Linked DNA regions of Zea mays: region 2 is linked to region 1. A link is a contact called in public Hi-C data. All regions are on one chromosome and are shown on one strand. Each heading gives the region's core, a stretch centred on a gene start, on an enhancer-like site or on the middle of the called end of the contact. The rest is flanking DNA. Distances are from core to core; before and after follow the strand shown. Region 1 holds the start of LOC100274229. Region 2 holds the start of LOC100275414.

Region 1 (3,732 bases), core at 1,062-3,561:
GAAGCAGCATCAACAAGTGAAGCTGCTCGGCTTAGAGCTGCTCTCCGGCGTGCTCCACCCGGCGCTGTTCGGCAACCTCACCAGTCTTTTGAACGGTAAGATTTGTTATTCTTTAGTTATACAATTTCTAGTAGAGACAACTTAAGTATTACAACTATGTGTTAGGGATTCAAGAAAAAGAATAAATTTTGTATTCAGCATATGTGCATAATAGGGCTTTGATTCTCAAGTCCTGCAATATTGGAAGTATGCATAACAGAGTTTATTAAAGAAAGAAATGTCCTCACTTGCTGGCAGTTTGTCCATTGTATTTTTGTAAATTAAGGTTATTAAAGAAAGAAATGTCCTCACTTCCTTCGAAAAATATAGTATCTCATGGGTTAATTTATGATATTAGCACTTGCTACGGCCTATAGGGTTTATATAGGTTCACAACTTCTTATTGTCCACTAGGCTTCTCCAGCTGCATTGTTTTGTAAGGGACATAAACTAGCTAATTGCTGTCACTTAATTACTCCTCCATTTTCCCTGTTGATTAAACTGGTATATAGGTTCATGGATTTACTTAGGCTTATTCTGACGTGTCTTTATGATTTATACAGGCTTACACAGATCTGTTTTGATAAGAGCCGAGCAGCGATTCTTCAATTTCGGACCACGACCTAGCTAAAGGCTAATGGTTCCAAATGTCTGAAGTACCGAAGATAGGGCTAGCTCCTTGTTTTTTGTCATGTCAAATAAATCGTGTATGATTGCAACAATATTGGCAAAATATCGTTGTGCTTTATATTTTGATATACTGTGAACAAAACAAGTGCCCTATGAGACCATCATGATTTATGCATTTTCAAACTAAATTTTACGACACTTCTTGTTGTATTTTATGCTTCCATTAAAAACAGTCTTACTGCGTTTTACGCCAAATTTATGACACTTTTTGATGTGTTTTACAGCAATCTCTTTGCGAAATGAGATTGTGCGCGTGTTTTATACTAAATTTCGTACTCATCTACGTTGTTTTAGCTCACGTTTTACGCTGAAATCATTCGAGCCAGAACCCGCGCACGGTCGGCTGCACGCGATTTTCACGCCGTAATTTTTGGCTCCGTTTGCTGTTACAAAACAGATATAGGATTTACGCTAAATTTCGTACTCATTTACGTTATTTTAGCTCACGTTTTACGCTGGAATCGGCCCGAGCCAGGACCCCGCTCACGATCGACTGCTTAATTTTAGGCCCCATTTGTTGTTACAAAACAGATATAGGATTTACGCTAAATTTCATACTCATTTACGCTGTTTTAGCCCACGGTTTACGCTGGAATCCGCCCGAGCCAGAACCAGAACCACATACTGCATGATTTATACTGTCAAGTACATGTCATTATGTAGTCGTAAACGCTGTCCACAGTGTCATATTCGTTCCACGTGATTCGGGCTTCAAAAGATTCCTTTATGTATGTTTTACGCATCTTTATTCATATATATATGCATTCGTATATTGCGTTACGCTTATCGTCCTAGAATCTTGGCTGTTGACTGCATGGCTGACGCAAGCACGCGGGTGCTGAGTCGACCGCGTCCTGACTGGGGCTTCCATTAGTAGGGGAAGCCCAGGGCTTCCATTACCTCTTCCATATATATATATATATATATATATATATATATATATATATATATATATATATATATATATATATATATATATATATATACCTGAGCGGACGCCTCCACTTAAATTTTAAGTTGAGATCGCCCTTACTGTTGGACACAGACTAAAGAGTCGTTCACGAACTGACGACCACGCATCGCACCGAGAGTCTAAGACAACCAAGTCACAAATAGAGGTGTAAATGGTTAGAATATTATTCGTTCGTATTTGAATTCGATTCGTCTAGAAGAGCTTAGATCCAATACGTATCCGAGTATGTGTACTTAGTATCTGATCCATATCCGATCTTTATCAGTATTCATATTCTCAAAGTTAAATAAGATATTGATATGCATTGAAATTTTATCCGATATAATTTAATAATATCTATATTCAATCTAAATTTAAAGAGAAAATAGGGAAAGCATATGGAACAAGTAATGCTCGTGTCCCATCCGATTACACCCTAGTCACGAGCGGTTCGCGGTCGGACGGGGTGCAAGTGTGCAACTTATGCACCAACAGGCAACTGGGCCCTTGCGTCCAAGCAGCAGGGAGGTCTAGCACCCCATTGGCCCATCGGCCCATTGGCCGTCTACTCATCCTGCCGCACTGCCCCATTGTGTCTGCGACTGCGAGTGCGCATCCTTCGTCCTTCCCCTTCCCAGCCGCCCTCTCCCCCCCTCTCCCGGTCGCCTCTAACGTCGCTGGTGACTCACGAAGACCTCCATCGACGGCGGTGAAACTGGGGCCGACTTCTGGAGGGTTTGACTTGTTGGATACAGCGCTGGCTCTTCCAATCGCCGGGTGCTCTCTGCCACTCTGTCTTGCGGAGCCCTCACCGCGGAAACCAGTTGGTGCGCGTGGCCATGGCGGTGGCGAAGGTCAAATCGGTCGCCCTCTCCGTCAGTCACAAGTGCCGGGTACTGCTCGCGAGCAATATCAGCGACCGTTTCGCACCTCACTTAGCTACTGCTGTTCTTTCTCTTACTTCCCTCGCCCCTGGTTTCGCAGAACATCTTGGCCGCCGGTTGGGAAGCCCACCTCAACACTGTCAAGGCTGACAACAAGGGAAGGTGCGTACGCTCGTATCTTATCATTTCATCTGTGTATTTGTGCGCATAAGGTCTCAACGGTAAGAGCTGTTTGTCCTGATTGTTTTTTTTTTTGTTGGGGGTGCTATACTGCTATTGGGCAGCAAGAATGAGATTTACACGTCGAGGGTGCACTACATGATCCATAAGGGCACGCCCTACTTGATTGTCCCCGAGAACGACATGCACAACATTGTAAAACTCTTAATTCTTCATTTACTTATGGTGTTCGGTAAATAGTAGTTGCTGTTCAAACTGCATTAAAATTTGTTGCTTGTGTGGAATCTTGTGTTTGATAGAACATTATAATCGATGAGCGGGGGTCTCTTGCAGTATTCAGTCCGATCCGTGGCCGAGTTGCGAGCTTATTGAAGCCATCGAAGGTCCTTCTCTATGAATTTCAACTTGATGCCTTTGAATTTGTTGCTCGTTTGCTTTTCTCGCATCGCTTGTACAAGCACTTTAGTCTTGTTGTTGAATACAGACACCTCCTCGTGTTGCTATGACTGGTGATGTTCTGCGCCTGAAAGACTCAAAGGTAAACTTGTTCTGCAGTCACCCTGCATGCATAAACATGCTCCATTGCTTACTATTGGTAGTAAGGTGATGCCGACTAATCTTTATGTACTGTGCTTAAGGTTCCAATTATTGCCGATAGCCTGAAGCAAACTATTCTGAAGGAACATGAAGCTGCTAGTAAAGCTAGTTATGGAGTGTCAGCAATACTGTCTTCGGCAGGTGCTACCTGCAGGTCCCGGAGTGAGGGCCTCCTTAGTCTACTCAGTGAGGAGAGCTCTTACAACATCTTAAAATTTGACATAGGGTCTGTAACATGGCTTGTTTATTTTTCTGATATTAGGTATCTTTCTTATTATTACTTTATTCAGCACAGCTGAATTTTCATCAATGTTATTCTTTCAGTTCCTGTGTCTACATAGACTTCAATGGGAGCAGCCATAATATTGAATTGGACAGCTTTGAAGCACC
Region 2 (4,277 bases), core at 1,464-3,963, 330 kb before region 1:
TTGTTCTTCCCCAGGTGCCTCTCTTGCTGCTGCTCTGTTGGTGCTGTTAGCATTATCGTCTTTTTTTTCTCAGATGGATCACAAGGAACACCGCAGCCAGAAAGACCACAGTGGACAGAACCACGGCCGCCAACACGAAGATATAGATGGATGTCTTCAGATGCTGCGTGCAGCCGGCCGCGTAGCCGCCCATGATTCCAATCAACCCGGCCGCCGTGCAGACAGACAGCGCATTGCTCCGAATGGCAGGGCGGTACAGGTTGGGGTTCACGAGGAGGATGATGAGGGCGATGGACAGCATGAAGCTCACCGAGTTGCAGTAGAAGAAAGCCGTGTAACGGCGCGGGTAGTTGTTGAGCAGGACCGCGTCGCCGGCATGGCGGCCGGTACGGTTATCGTCCTGGACCAGAAAGCCGCCCGGCGGTGTCAGCCCGGCTTGGTAGGTGATGGTCGCGGCCAAGATGGCGAATAGGAGCAGTCGTTTGCGCCTCTTCTCCACCAGGCCCGCCTCCTTTTTCTCTCTCTCCTCGAAGGAAGCGTCATCATTCCTTCTCGCGCTGCTGCCGTCCTTTTCGTCCAGCGTCAAGAAGACGACATGGATGACCACGTAGACCAGCACGGCGCCTGCAAGGGCCATGGCGTAGATGGACGTGCTGACGTCCCGGCAGCTCCCGGCGGCGTAAGCGCCGATGAGGCCGAACAGGTCCAGTACCATGGCGGCCTCCAGCGCGTTGTGGTGGTGCAGTGTCTTCTTCCTAACCAGCATAACGGCGACCAAGGAGGCGACGAAGGCGACGGAGTTGCAGTAGTAGAATGCCTTGTACCGTCTGGGGTTCGTGGTCAAGAGGATCGGATCACCGATCTTGTAGAGGCGGCCGTTGCTCTGCCAGAGGCCACCCGGCGGGTTCAGGCCCGCTTGGTAGGTGATTGCCGCTGCGAGAGTAGCGAGCAGCAGGACAAGAGAGCGAGCCTTCTCCAGCGCTGGATTTTGTTGCTTCTCATGCTCATCGCTGGTGGATTATAAAGAGAAGAAACAGATCCATCAATCAAAGAGTATAGAGAGACCAGAATCCAATTGCATTGCTCTGTTTGTACCTGGCATTGCCATTGCCATTGCTAGTTTGAGGACTCTGAGTTTGTTGCTGCTGCTGGTGGTGGTCACTGATAAATGACAGTGAAAACCAACCCGTCAAAATTGCAGGGGAAGTAGTTTTGAACTGCATACTGCAACATTGCTAGTAAACTTGGAGAGTTGGAACATGAGGGATATGCTCTTCCAGTCCGTACCTGACATTGTCATCACTAGTTTGCAGACCGTGGGTTTGTTGCTGCTGCTCATCCCTAACAAATAACAATAAAATCAATACGATAAAAAAAATTCAACTAAAATGTCGTTGAATTGCATACTGCAATTCCAATAATTTGCAGTGTGTATATATATTTAGATAAAAGATAGCACTTATGTGCTTCCGATCGTACCTGTCATTACTGTCCATGCTTGTTTGCGGACCTTGAGTCTGCTGACGCTCATCACTGATAAATTACAGAGAAATCGGTGAGATTAAAATGGCGATAGAACGAACAAATTGCACCGAATTCCAAGGTCCCTCTGCCAGTACTGTACCTGCCATTGCCATTATTTGTTAGGGGACCTTGAGTTCGTGTTTGTTGCCCCTCGGTCGAATTTGCTTGGAAGAGCAAAACGAAAACCACTTGGATGAGAATGCACACGGCAACAGCACCAACAAGAGCGCTCACATAGATGGTCGTGTCGATCTGGCGGCTGCTGCCGGCAGCATACGCCCCCAGGAGGCTGATGAGCGTGACGGCGATGAAGCCGTAGATCTCGTAGGAGCGCACCTTCTGGCTGAAGCAGAGCTTCTTCTCCAGGAGCATGACGAGGATGAGCAGGGACGCGACGAACGCCGTGGTGTTGCAGACGAAGAAGGCCTTGAGGCGCGCGTCGTGGGGCCCTCCCTTGAGGATCGCGTCGCCCGGGCGGTGGCCGTCCTCGGAGTGGTCCCAGAAGCCGCCCGGCGCGCTGAGGCCGGCGACGTACGTGACGCTCGCGGCGAACGTGGCGAGGAGCATGAGCACCTTGCGGAGCCGCTCCGGCGCGCTCTGCCCCCTCTTGTCCTCGGCCGCCGGCGCCCTCGAGGCCAGGGCCAGGTGGGCCACGAGGTAGGCGACGACGCCGGCCGACAGCACCAGGGAGTAGACCGCCGTGAGCGTGTCCCGGAACGTCCCCGCCGCGTAGGCGCCCATGAGGCTGAGCAGGTCCAGCACCATGACGGCCCGGAGGACGCCGAGCAGCGGCGCGAGCATGGTGATTCCCCCGTTGTCGTGCAGCACGGACAGGATGAGGACGAGGACGATGACCACGAGCGACGAGGCGAAGGCGGTGGCGTTGCTGTAGAAGAAGGACAGGTAGCGGGCGTAGTTCGTGTCGCGGATGATGGGGTCGCCGGCGATGCGGTCGACGGCGGGGTCGGCAGTCTGCCAGACGCCGCCTGGGGGGTTGAACCCCGCACCGTACGTCACCGTGGCCACCAGCGTGGCCAGCAGCAGGAGATACTTGCGCAGACTGTACTCCCACGACTCATCGCTGCCGCCTGGCTTCGCCATGGCCGGCCAGCACAGCCGCCCAACTCGCCTCTCGGCTCTGGGCTCTCGGCCTCGGGTGCGGCTGACGGCTGCAGCCTGCAGCTCTAGCTACTGGATGCTGAAACGTGCGTGCTGATTGGGAGTTTCCCTTTTTTTTTTTATATGGCTTTTCAGCGACGACTTGACCTCGCGTGCGGCGTGCTGAAGACTGGATGGTGCCACGAAACTTCACCAGTTCACCCCCCACTCCCCAGCGGGCAGCCGGACACAAGCCGTGTCGTTGACGTGGAATAGGAGGCTATAGGTCGTCGGAACCTGACAGGAGTTGTCCTGAGCCACCGGGACAATTGTGTGACCACTGCCAGTCTGCCACCATGTCAGCAAACCGTATTAGGAAAAGCATATCCTACTTTAGATATTAACGACTTATTGCGGTAACACCAACGTCCTCGAAAGTAACAACGAATAAACAGTGCAGACGACCACGTCCAATTTCCTTTTGGAGTACAAGTGACAAGAGGCATGGGGTAGGTGTGGGCTAAGCGACTGGGACAGCTCAAAGCGCTGCACATAAAACCAAATTCAGTTCTGCGTATTATTATTTTTAAAAATCAAATATTATATAATCATTGGATCCAAAATGACAAAAAAAAACTCTGAATCTAAAGGCCAGATCTACCCAAAAAAATTGTTCACAAAAATATTAGATTTGTACATCCCCATGGTCACGGAGTTTCTTTTCTTCCCTCCCGATGCCATCCCACGCCACGTGCGGTCCGCCCCCAACGCTGGCTCGCGCACGGCCGCACCGCTCGGTCCTGACCGCCCTCGTGCGCCTCTCTCGTGTAGCGCCGGCGAACCCCTTCCTTGCTGCACTGGCGAGCCTTCCCTGCCGCGCAGCCATGGACGCCGACGGCCGCGCTGGACGGTGGACCGACCAGCCGCAGCATTAGGCAAGCCGCACGACCAGCCACAGCATCAGGCGAGCCGCGCGAGCACAGGTGGGAGTGAGAGAAAAGAGACGAAAAAAATAGATATCTGTCACTGAGAAGGAGAAAAAAAAAGGAAGAAGAGAAAAAAAAGAGTAAGATGACCGAGAAGACATATCACAATATCTATATTTTAATTTCTCTTCTACTTACAATGTGTTTTGTAGTATATTTATTGAAGTCTACTGATGACAACAGGCTATAAAAAGATCGAGACCCTGACTCCATGTGTTAGATCTTTAAATACCATTTATATGGAAAGCAGCGGAACAAGTGGGATTCATATATAAGACTCGACTTGTATAGTGCTATAGCAACGCGTAATAACTTTTCCACCACCGGAAGAAATATTTTCCCAAGAATGGTATACTTAAGCCATGTTTAGAATAGTTCCAACTCTAAAAAATTCGGTAGAGTTAGTAGAGCAGGTCATTATGTGCTCTAGAAAATTATGAAGATAGAATTATAAGGCTTTAGAAGACATTTAGATAAAGTTCTTTGTTTATTATTTAAATTAAAAATATTTTTTAGAATTATTTAAATTGATAATGTAGCTTACATCTAGAGCCATCCCAAACACCCTTTTAGTACATAACAAAAGGATCAACTATACTCTATAAGCTAAAAAAACATGGCACATCCAACAAAAGAGGCAACTCAAGTGCGTGGTGGCTGGTGCGACCT

What was found. A called contact is a pair of places that touch in the nucleus more often than the background predicts.
Region 2: a Hi-C map of leaf shows a contact between it and region 1, with 6 times the contacts expected there. The contact joins the promoter of LOC100275414 here to the promoter of LOC100274229 in region 1. A contact is called at or near these places in 4 of 25 Hi-C or Micro-C datasets (bundle sheath, leaf and tassel).

The regions. Positions count from the first base shown.
Region 1 is chr1:41,032,858-41,036,589 of Zm-B73-REFERENCE-NAM-5.0, reverse strand. It overlaps LOC100274229, which reads left to right and starts at 2,311. Exons shown (of 9, transcript NM_001148600.1): 1 at 2,311-2,574; 2 at 2,666-2,727; 3 at 2,850-2,940; 4 at 3,045-3,128; 5 at 3,230-3,283; 6 at 3,384-3,568; 7 at 3,667-3,732. The coding sequence starts at 2,521.
Region 2 is chr1:41,366,076-41,370,352 of Zm-B73-REFERENCE-NAM-5.0, reverse strand. LOC100275414 reads right to left here and starts at 2,713. Exons shown (of 6, transcript NM_001367377.1): 1 at 1,625-2,713; 2 at 1,480-1,533; 3 at 1,288-1,341; 4 at 1,096-1,161; 5 at 62-1,010; 6 at 1-60. The coding sequence starts at 2,625.